2 separate regions of the Mus musculus genome follow, and region 1 is linked to region 2. Evidence: chromatin contacts called from public Hi-C data. All regions are on one chromosome and are shown on one strand. The core of a region is the stretch at or near the end of the contact, and the rest is flanking DNA. Distances in the headings are between cores, read along the strand shown. Region 1 holds the start of Sntg1 (syntrophin, gamma 1). Region 2 overlaps Sntg1 (syntrophin, gamma 1).

What was found. Hi-C and Micro-C count contacts between places; a contact is called where the count stands out from the background.
Region 1: a contact with region 2 is called in a Hi-C map of cortical neurons, with 2.0 times the contacts expected there. The contact joins the promoter of Sntg1 here to the enhancer-like site in region 2. A contact is called at or near these places in 4 of 39 promoter capture datasets (cranial neural crest, hippocampal neurons, liver and 1 more), 1 of 484 Hi-C or Micro-C datasets (cortical neurons) and 2 of 115 datasets of contacts at active chromatin or transcription factors (SST interneurons and embryonic stem cells).

Annotation. Positions count from the first base shown.
Region 1 is chr1:9,296,542-9,302,199 of GRCm38.p6, reverse strand. Sntg1 (syntrophin, gamma 1) reads left to right here and starts at 2,323. Exons shown (of 20, transcript NM_001290393.1): 1 at 2,323-4,067.
Region 2 is chr1:8,579,965-8,585,833 of GRCm38.p6, reverse strand. Sntg1 (syntrophin, gamma 1) reads left to right here. Exons shown (of 20, transcript NM_001290393.1): 13 at 2,500-2,629. Among named protein-coding and RNA genes, the nearest start is that of Gm39589, 460 kb to the right of the region's middle. Within about 2 kb of position 2,788, at least 15 of the 459 cell types and tissues checked have an H3K27ac peak or open chromatin away from gene starts, as enhancers often do. A contact at or near this core is called in cortical neurons and embryonic stem cells, where this site is marked.

The DNA of each region.
Region 1 (5,658 bases), core at 1,074-3,573, 720 kb before region 2:
TGGAGGCTCTCTTTGGAAGTAGGGAGGGGGCATGTGGTAGTGTGTGTGTGTGTGTGTGTGTGTGTGTGTGTGTGTGTGTGGTGTTGGGGGTCTTGGAGTTTTATAGGATGAAATGAGGGGGAATTTGGAGGTGGAAGAGTACCTGTGCAGGTCAGTTCCCCTGCAGTCTTAGAGGCGGGTGCTAGCAGGTTTGATGTGTGGATCTCCTTACCTGAGGCTTCAGTGGGTGATATTGGTCAAGTCAGCTTTCTTGTCTGGAGTGTCTCAGTTCACACGAGGCTTTTAGTTAACTTACTCACCATACACCAACAACAATAAAACTAAATGAAGAAACAAACTAAACAGTTTAAGCAACTTTTCTAAGTGGCAGAAAAGAAAATTCTTTCTCAAGTGAGTCAGCCATCAGAATCACTTAAGAGAAAACATAAAAACAAAGTGGTGTGGGATGGGATCTCATGGATGTTGCTAGTGGCTGTTTAGGTGACTACTTTTCTTCTGCTCCATTCTATCCACAAACAAGAAGCAAACTGGACTGAGTTTTGTACTTAGTCAATGTGAGGCATCTGCCTTTATCTGAAACCAATTGTGCTCAGTGCTACAAGCACAAGCACACATGAAGCCCCAAGCACACATGAAGCCTCAACAAAGAATATCTTCAACAAAGAATAGCTGAGCTGATTAAAGTCACCCCCCCCCGACCAGTTCTTACACAGAAAATGAGCAAAGACTGTGCCCCCTAGCACCACTTCGTTAGGAAGTCCTCAGAACACATCAAGATAGTTGTTTCATTTCAGACATACTTGCCTATAGGTATTTTTAGTTGTATTTGATACAATAAAAAGAAACAGAGTAGAATTCAACTGAAGGCACTGAAACTTTAAATTGAACACTACCTAATTTTTTATATTGAGTGTTGACTAGGTCAGTTGAGGACTCTGGTCACTGCCTGTTTTTCATAGGTTGTTGTGCTAACTTACCTTCTGTATTCTATTTATACATTCTATATAAGAACATTTAGAAAATAAAAGTAACCTTTAAGAATAAAAGTGATTTAAATGATTTTTTGGACAAATCTTATCCAACAGAAAATTTACTTAAAATAGCTCTTCAGTTCACCTCAGACTATCTGTCCCTGTTTTATTTATACTTTATTTATTTACACTTCATTTATATACATTTGTAGCATCCGGTGATACACTTCATCATCTTTGTCCCACAATGCTTTGAACAGGTTGACTAGGAGGAATGTGCTACAGGTTTGTTTCTTCACAAAAAAAGACATCAAACTGTCATAATCAGCTAGTCTGACAGTTCAAATTAATCAACCCTTTCTTTTTTCTTGGTGGCAAGAGAGGGTGGCAGGAGAGAGGGAGGAGGGGAGGATGGAGAGGGAGGCTCTGTTATTAGCATGAATCTGTGCTCTACAAAGGGAAATCTCTCCCTGTGGTTGGATAATGAAGCGCATATGTTTTCAATTAGCAACATCTCGGTGCTTCACTTAAAGGCTTTTATTTGCTGTGCTAATTTCCTGTATGATTCATGTTTCTACATGTACAAAGAAAATGATTCAAACAATTACGTGAATCAATTGAAACAAGCATGCAAAACAGCAAAGAAAACCCATTTATTTTCAGGGGTTGGCCACAACAGGCAAACACAGCCTTTAAACAAGCCATTTTCATTCTCTAACCAAAAATAGGGCAACTACTTTAACTTATTTGGAGAAAGACGTATTTGTTTGCATGGATAACAGAAACACATGTTTGCATTGGTAGAACGAAGTGGGAAACGTAATTTACAATAATACTGGAGAATTTATTTCTCCAGGAACCGGAAAACAAAGCAGCTCTTTTAAAATTAGCTCCTAGTGCTAAATTGCATCTTATGTAGTGTTATCTCAGAGTGCTGAAGCGCATCATCAACTAGGCAACCTTTGGACTCCAAAATTCAGATGTGGAGAAAGTGGATGCGAGCCTGGTCCCTTGAGCTTTTTCTGTGAGGGGTAGCTCCACAAAGCATCCCGAAACGAGGGCGACACTTACTGGGGGCCTCTTCTAGCGCGAGCCAGGGGGTGCAGCTAATGCAAGGAATGGCCCCAGACCAGGGAAAGGAGGGTTCGTGCTGGAGGAAGGATGCTCAGTGCACTTCTCCAGAACTCCTTAGTTTCCCCCAGGGCAGTCGCCAGGCCTTTGGCGGTGCTGTCGCCTCCCGCATCCACCCTACAGCCCAGTGAACTGCGTAAAATGCGGGCGCCGCAGCTCCGGCCATAGGGGCGCGGAAACCCAGCGGGAGACGCTCGTGCAATCACTCCACGACTTTCCCAGTGCAGCCGGAGGTGGATAGGAGCGAGCACCCAGCAGCACTGCGTGCCCACGCGTTGTCCCTGCGCTAAGCCTGCACGCCCCCCTCGGTCGGAACAAACTCCGGGTGCACAAGTCTGCGCTGCACAAGTTCTTCAGCTGGAGCTGGGCGCTTACCCAGGTTGGCGTTTGTGGGGCGCTCTTCAGCCTTACCACAGTCACTCAGAGCTCCGCAAAGACGCCGTGTTAAGCAGATTGCCCCATTCTCACTCTGTGTATTTCAGTTCCCCCATCTCACTCCATTCGTGCCTGCACCAGTTGCCTTGTGTGGGCGGCGGAACCTCGGCGGCCTCCTACAGGGCCACCTTCTCGAACCCGCGTCCAATTCCACCGCAAGCTTCTCTACTGGAAGCCACCAGAAGCCTGACCGCGGAGCTAAGTAACCCGGGGGACGTCTCGGTCCGGTGCCTAGGCCTTGCTGGAGCCTTTTAGGGATAACAGCCCTGCCTACCTGATCCACTACCCTCATCCAGTCTTTTGTGCGGCGACACGCCCCCGCCCCTGCGGGAACCCGGGCTGTAGGCGGTGGGAGGGCGGGAGCTGGAACCCAACCTCCCTGTCCCTGCTGTCCCTGTCTGGGGCTCCCGGCCACGGCTAAGCTCTTCGCGGCGATACAGCCTCTCGGAAACAAAGGTATCCCTAGCCTTTTCCTGGCCCTTTCACGGTTTCTGCATTTTCTGACAAGAGTCTGTCTGTGTATCTGGGAACTGAGCATCCTTACTCTGTCATCTCGGAATTCCATCTAGAGCTCCGAAAATGTGAACGTGTCCGCGCCCTGGTTAGGAAGCAAGATCGCAGGGGGACCTCCAAAATAGCCCTTCTCATCTTATGTAATTAAGGACCCACGAGCTTCCCAAAAGCACCTCTACAGTCTCCACAGTGCTCAGCTTCTCTCCTCCTCCCCCTTCTCTCCCCTGTCTCTTTCTCTCTGTCCCCCGTCCCTGTGCGCGCTTGTGCGCGCGCCCGTGTTCGTGCGTTCTTTTTTCATTTCTACCATTAGGAAACCTACTCAGAGCCGCTGTGAACTTAGAAGAGGCTCAGCATTTGTTTCCCACGGATTTCTGCCTCTCCGGAAACGTTGCCAGCGTATACACATAAGGGTATCAAGATGGAGAGACCATTAATCCCCAAGAAATGAAACACGGCGGAGAAACGGCAAAGCTAGAAGTCTGGAAGAGGCCTTAGCAGGAGTATAGGGTCTGGAGTAGACTAAGGGGTCCTGGTTCCCCTCGCTTCAGCACCGGAAGGGATGGACAGCGTCTCCCAGCTGCGTGGCTGCCTGGGAGACCCAACTGTGTTGCTGCTGCTGCCTCTGCTGCTGTCCTCCTGGCCACAGTCATCTACAAGAGCTCTTAGCAGCTAAAAGGCGGTGCCTCTGGTCCCCTTCCTTGATGGACGAAAACCAGCCCTCCTCATCCTCTACCACTCATATCAACCTAGTTAAACTCTAGGCAGCAACTTCAAGAAAAATTTCTATACAGGACTCCGGGGAATGCAGGCAGAAGAGTGGAGTTGAAGTTCTTAGAAGCACCAAAGAACCATGGGCGTTGCAGTAGGAATTGAAATTCTCAAAGGCCCAGAGTTTTTAAAATAAGAACGTCCCTGAGTGGATTGCAGCTGTTGTGGAGACAGCTTTGTGAGAGGTCAGAGATACTAAAACCCCAACATTAAAGAAGCTGAGAAGACGTCAATTCCTCTGCTCAGCAGGTATGTGATAATACTATTACATCTGTGTTTCACCACACACTAATGACTTTGCAAGGTTTAACAGAAAAGATACAAAGATGCTGAGAATTAAGGAAAATGAGTACTTCTGGTTGTTTAAAAGTAATAATTCCTAGATTAGTATCTTAGAAAATCTCTTCCTTGATAAATTAGTCTGGAATTTTACTTTTCTGGAATCTCTTGACAGAGGTGACAACAATATGTAGTTGGCTTACATTAGTATAGCAAACTTTTACTTGGACATTTTCTTCTTGCTTAACTAATAGCTTTGGGGATCTCTGTGTATCTTATTGTTTTCTTTAAAACTAATGTGCACTGGTGTTTGGCGATCATACATATTTAGCTAAAAGCGACTCTGGTTGTGTTATATTGCATCTGAAATATATATTTGAAATTTAAATATATCAAAAAGTTGGAAATGGCTCAATCACCTCTTGTAATATTCTAAATGGTTATATTTTGTTAAAATGTTTAAGGCACAAAATATGTACGCATCAATATCTGATCCCTTTTGTAATCAGAGTCCCCAAGTGTAGCTAGACCTTAGACTTATCAACAGATATCTCAAGGCAGGAAGTGAGCAGCTTCCTTGTGCGTCTGTAAGAGAGTAGGGTTCCTTCAGTATTCTGACTGATTAGTTCTACAAAACCTATTTGTTTCTGAAATCAAGTGATAGAGACTAATCAGTTACTAATAGACCATAAACCTTAACATGATAATTAATTTTTCTTGATACTTAACGTGATAATTCTTTCTTGATACTTCTTTCTAGACTCTTCCTTTAGAGCTTTAAAATTACAGCTTCCACAATGACCTTGATAAGCATTGGGCTTTAATGAAAGGGGTTTTCTGTGTAAAAAGCAGTTATACAAATGTGTAGTCCATGGCTGGCATTTCAGAAAGAACTCATTCAATTCCAGCGATTGCATTCTGCTCAACGGAGAGCTTTGACTCACAGTAATGAGTCTCATAGTCGTGATGGCATATGCTTAGCCAAGTCTGTGGAAAGAGTTTGTCTCTTGAAAAACTGCAGGAGTTTGGAAGAATTTTTTTTTAAATTTTATAAACCATGTATAGCTGAAAATAAAATACCTTTACATCACATACAGTAACTCTCACTTTCTTTCTTTGAATGCCCAATCTCCTGAGCCAGGGTGGTACTTGTTGGTAGACTCATGGCTGCCTGTTATATAGTGACCAAGAGTAACAATTCTACTCTGAGGAACTGTCATTTTTAACTGTCACTCACCACGAAGCTGCCTGCCTCACAGAGAGCAGCATCTCCTTGGAGGCATGTTTGCCCTAGATAGGTCAGAAGTGATCTTTGGAGGACTAGAAAATCTGCACTAATTGCCGTGGAGCCCAGAATTTGTTTCTTTTTCTAGTTTAAGAAATGTGGAAGCAGATTGCCACATGGAAGATGGAATCATATTTTAGCAGAGTTACAGCATGTGACTAGACTATTAGTTTGATTCTTAATTAATTAATGTAGACAGACTCCCCCAGTCAGTGGAGCATAAAATGATATGTGGGAATGTGCTCTGGAATGAAGCCTGTGTGTCTTATGACCGCA
Region 2 (5,869 bases), core at 1,539-4,038:
AGCTACAGTGTACTTAGATAAAATAAATAAATAAATATTTTTAAAAAGAAAAGAAAATAACATACTGAGATAGTGTGTTGGTCAAATACTAAAATGTTGACATGGATAATCCATGACCTAGGGATGAGCTACACATGTGTAGAATGATTTATGAATTCTTATTGATGATCCCTTATTGTCACAGGTCAAGAAACCTGTGTTTCCCAAAATATGTCTTGTTTTTCAGGCCCCCTCAGGTTTGTTTTTGGATTTCTGATTTCTATGTGAGATTTTTGGTTTCCCTGGGCTTTCCCATCATAGCCTTTCTACTGTGTAGGTTGAGGACTCAGGAGCAATTTTCTTGTCTGTAATTAAGTATTCTTAATTATGAACCTATTGAATGCCATTCATTCATGTGTGCACCCAAGAAGAGTCTCCAAGTCACATTATTTCCCTCATGTTATAGTAGGCCTAACCACAATGCTTATTTATACATGATAGCCACACAAACACTTGCCATGGATCTATGCCAACTTTTCATTGCCTGTAAAGTGCAGGAGCCTTCCTCAATTTTATCTGCCTCTCTATACCCATGTTCCTATTTAAATATGTGTTAATCAAGTCACAATAACTGGTTTTTTGTTTGTTTGGTTTTTTTTTTTTTTTTTTTTTTTTGTCTCTGAAGCTCTTGGTTCTAATGCATAGAAGTCACTATCGCATTTCTATTCCAAACCTCGAAAAGTAAGCATAGTTATGACACAGAATCAATTATGAAGAAAATTAAGAATAATTAACTTCAATGATTAGAAATGTATCTATTTTAATGCATTACCCAGAGTATAAAAACTATTTTGTATTAATATGCAGATCTGGGTGTATAAAACTAGTCTCCTAGGTTTATTCTATCTGAGACTATATAAGGTATTACATAGATTTAAGAATTGAATTGAATGCATAGATAAAAATATCTAGCTGTCATTCTCTTTTTGTAGCTTTTGAAGAAATGACTGTAAGAAACAGAGTGGAAAATGTGAATTGCTATCAAATGTGTCCTCCTATTCCATAGATAGCTGTGCTTCTGCCTGGACTTTAAAAAAAAAAAAAAAAATATATATATATATATATATATATATATATATATATATATATATATATGTGTGTGTGTGTGTGTGTGTGTGTGTGTGTGTGTGTGTGTGTGTGTGTGTGTTTACCATGCATGTATGTCTGTGTAGCACATGGATACTTGGTTCCCTTGGAAGCCAGAAGAGGGACTATAGTTTACAGATGGTTGTGAGCTTACTTGTGGGTGTTCAACCTAGGTTGTCTAGAAGAGGAGCCTTTGCTTTTAACTGCTGAACCTTCCCCCGAATCCAACTTCAGGATATTTTAAGTGTCACAGTCACTCTTGAGTATCGGAGTGAAAGCTCTAGTGTAGAGGGATGGTTCATCCATTAAAGGCTAAGCTCACAACCAAAACTATAAAAATTAAGTTCTATGTGTGGGTGAATCAGGAATATACATTTTTCATGAAGCACATTTTTATCATAAACAGTTTTAAATTATTTTATTTTAAGCAAACATACTTTTTTTAACAGGAAATAAGCAGTACATGTTTGAGTACATTCCTTTCTCTGGCATGAAGTGTCAGGTGTGATAATTAGTTTCTCTACACAAATTGAATGCACAGTACTTTGGCTGCCAAAGCTGGTGCCAGGTATTTCCTTTAGAGACTGGATTTAGCCTAGAGAGAAAATAAATGGACAGAGACCCACACATGACTCTGAGCTAGATGTGTGCTCCCTGGGTTTACCTTTCTTTCAGGAAATGCATAATATCTAACATCCTCAAATGCCCACTTGTAGAACTGATAGAGCCAGGAAAGCTGTGTGTTTGGAAAGAATATGTGAACGCATGCAGTTTCTGTCACATTTCAAATGCCTAGCTAAGGAAGTTGTCTATCACTCCATGATTGGTGGATTTAAGTATGAATTGTGGATTTTCTAAAGTGCCACAAATAACTCAACAGAGTAATTCTCCTGGTCAGGGCCTTGGTGACTCCAATTCATGTTGTGGTTTCATGTTTTCTGCCCATTAATCCTATATTCAATGATCAAGAAATTAACATGAGTTTTACCATTTAGTGCTTAACACTTGTGTTTCCAATTCTTGTACTGTTAAAAAAAAAACTTACAAATGTCAAGATCTGAGACAGAATTATAAACTGGGAATGTTTGGTCAAAGAGAAAAGAATGTCCCCTAAGCTGATGTTGTTCCATAGCACATGCTTTGCTTTATATCTCAAAGGTTGTCCATATTTAGCTGAATATAAGAATGTCATCTCATTATTTGTAAATAGATATTATCCTAGTCTTTTTGTTGATTCACTTTAAAATGGATATATTTATAAAGGAGGTAATTGGACTAGAATCTGGAAGTTGTTTGCTTTATTGTCTTAAGGACCAAGCTATAAATGGCTAACTAACACAGTGTTTCATCTGTTCTGTTCTTATGCTCTTTTAGGCAGAACGCTTTCCAAGTTGTTGCTGTGGATGGAGTCTGCAGTGGAATTCTTCAGTGCCTCTCTGCTGAAGACTGCATGGATTGGCTCCAAGCAATAGCATCTAACATTTCAAACCTCACAAAGCACAATGTAAGTACTGATTTAAGGAATAAATATCTAACCAGCAAGTCTTTCAGCATTTGTAGGTTTATTCAGTGGCATTTAACTTTGCTTCATCTGCTTAGTGCCATTCCAAGAACAAGTTTCCTTCTGCTTCCTGGTAAAGCTGTTCTGAAATACAAGAGAAAAATCTTGTCAGCATGAAAGCCCAGGCAGACGTGACCTACAAGAAAATACTCACAGTCCAGTGCCAAAAGCAACTGCTTTAAATAAACATGATACAAAATCTTGCATAAAAATAGTATGCATAATTAAGAGCACCCTCAACAAGCAAGCTGATGAATTTCAAATAAATGAATTTGATTTGTCTTCAGTGACCCTAGGACTGTGGCAGAGAATGTGTGAATGAAAAGATCCAAATAAAAGGTGATAACATAGAGACTGAAAGTTTCCTGTAGTGCTCTGTAGGCACAAGACTAGTGAGTGGCTGTCCTTATGGGTTGCAAGAACCTGTGCAGCATGACAAGGTCTCTGTCACTAGAAACAGCTTCTCTCTTGACCTGTGTTTCTCATACCCTTCTTTATTCTCCTTCATTTCCCATGTGGTTTTCTGGTCATCATGTCTTTGCTACCATTACATTTGCCACAGACTAACTTCTATTGGGTCTTCTACCTGTGGAGAATGGGTTTCTGGTTGCAGGTGAACAAGGGTAGGCAAGAATTGACAGGCAGACGCAGGCACAAGAGAATGCTGAATCTGAATGTATTTTGTCCAAACGAACACCAGACTTTTAATACAGAAGAAAAACAAGAAATCCAGGCGAACACATCTGCCAAGTTACATTGACACAGAACAAAAAGAATGCATACATAAAAAGATAGCAGGAGCCAGGCCGAGTTTACTACTGAGAATAAGAACAACCCTTAATTAAAAAGATCAGCTAAACACAGGAGCCAGGTGAATGTTCTGATGCAATGCTAGTCTATTGTTAAACCTACAACCAGGGGTCCTTTAGTAAATACCTGATTATGCTATTCCTCTGGGCCTAGTGAAAAAACTGTGGACCAGGGGAATCCCTTTTACTAACCATGCTACAACCCACCTATTTCCTAGGCCATTGTGTATTTCTGTGTTTGGGTGTGACTCGGCTATTGTCCTAAGTAATTACTACGCAGAATAGCCCTGGGCTTTTCAAGCTCTGTTCTTTGTAATGCCTAATTAGTTTCACTGTCTCTACTAAGAGTGAATTTGAATGTTACTGAATAGGTAACATTCTTACTGAATGCCAAGCTCAGGGGCGGCTTCAAGGACTGCCTAGGACATTGGAACAGTGGTGAAGGCTTAGATATATGTCAAAATCAATCCTTTAAAGCGTTTATAATAAAACAATACTGAAAGAGAGCATATGGATCCATACACCAGACTAACACGGGGACAGAGTTTGGGTATACAGGCTATTGGAATGCCAAGGTTCCAGGAGGCTGTTTCCATGAAATTCTTTGCCTCGTGACTGCTTCCAGGCTTTTAGGCCTACCAAGCAGACTGCACAGGAGTAGATGTAGCATACATTGAAATAGTTTATCCTTTCTTGATAATCTAGAAAAATATTCTAATAAAGTTTGAAAATAAAAAAACCAAGAAGAAGTGCAAAGCTTAGACTACAAAATTCTTTTTGTGCAAAAGCAAGGACCTGGATTTATACCCAGAACATGTGAGAAAAAGCATAGTACCCTATATTTTTAATCAGCACAGGGGGACAGAAACAATCAAATCACTGACACTTACTGGCCAGGATGTATAGAGCATTTGGCAAGCATCAGACAAGTGGATGCTCTGCAAAGAACTGATGAGTTACAGCTGAAGTTGCTCTAGAGCATCTGTACACATGCATCTACACCTACACATGAATAGAAGTACACATACACAGTTATACCCACCTACTAGTGTCATGTTGTTTAATGTTGATAGTATTATAATAGATGGTTCCATTTTTACATCTATACACATGAATCTACAATTGTACGTGAATATACAAGCGTTTGCATAGAGACACAAACCTACTAGTGTCACATTGTTTAATGTTGGCAGTATTATAATAGATTATTCCATGTTTCATCTATACATATGTATACATCTGCACATGAACGCATGTACATTTACACAGACACATAACCCTACTAGTGTCAAACGCATGTACATTTACACAGACACATAACCCTACTAGTGTCATATTGTTTGATGTTTGTGGTATTATAATAGATCATTCCATTTTTGCATTTATACACATGAATCTACACTTGCACATGAACCCACACATATTTACACACACACACACACACACACACGTCACATTGTTTAATGTTGATAGTATAATATAAATCATTCCATTTTTGAAAACAAAAACCTTGTGGTCAGCCATTCCTTTGCCTCTGTTCCTTCTCATGCCCTCAGTTATTTCATAATATTTGTGAAATCATTGAGGAAAATAAGAAGTTTGAATTCAGGAATTAGGCAAAATGTGCAAATCTTATGAACTTATGAAATCACAACTCTTTCTTAAAGCTAATGTCCCTTTCAGCCAGAGTAACTGCAGATTTTGCTTTTGGCCCCAGAAATATCTTAGTAAATATATTGTATCTTTCTTCAAACTAAGACAGGCCAAGATGTTATAGCCAATTGCCTTATATTTGTGTTGCTTTTTAAATATTCTGGGGGTGAGGCTATTGATGAAGCTGATTTAAACTGTTGTGCTAATGCATACAGAGGAAAATTAAGATGTGCCTGTAAAAACACAAATAGGCTGAGTATCCATAACCCTGACCAAGCCACATGGTTTGAGTCAAAGCGATGTTCTGTTTTCTTGCCAAACTTTGTTAATTTGTGGTGTCCTACTAAAGCTGAGAATTGAAGACTGTAATTCTATCTCTCCTGTGTTTCCGTGCCAATACCTTATGAGAATGTGACTTTATGTTTCTTGGCAGCAATCAGAAGGATACCTTACTCATGAACCCTGTTTTTGTGTACGTGAGAAACTTTTTTTTTAAAAAGAGTAGGACGCTAATCTTGAAATAATTTCTTTCTTCATAGCCAGAATCAAATTGTCCTAAAGATACTCTTAGAAAATCTGCTCCTTACAAGAAACGTTTAGTTAAGGGAAAGGGAGCCAACTGAGAGCACTTCAGAGTACTGTAATAGAGAAAGTGAAGGTGTAGAAACTCTTGTAGAAAACACATACCAGCTTCATGGCACAATTTCCACCTAGAAAAGTG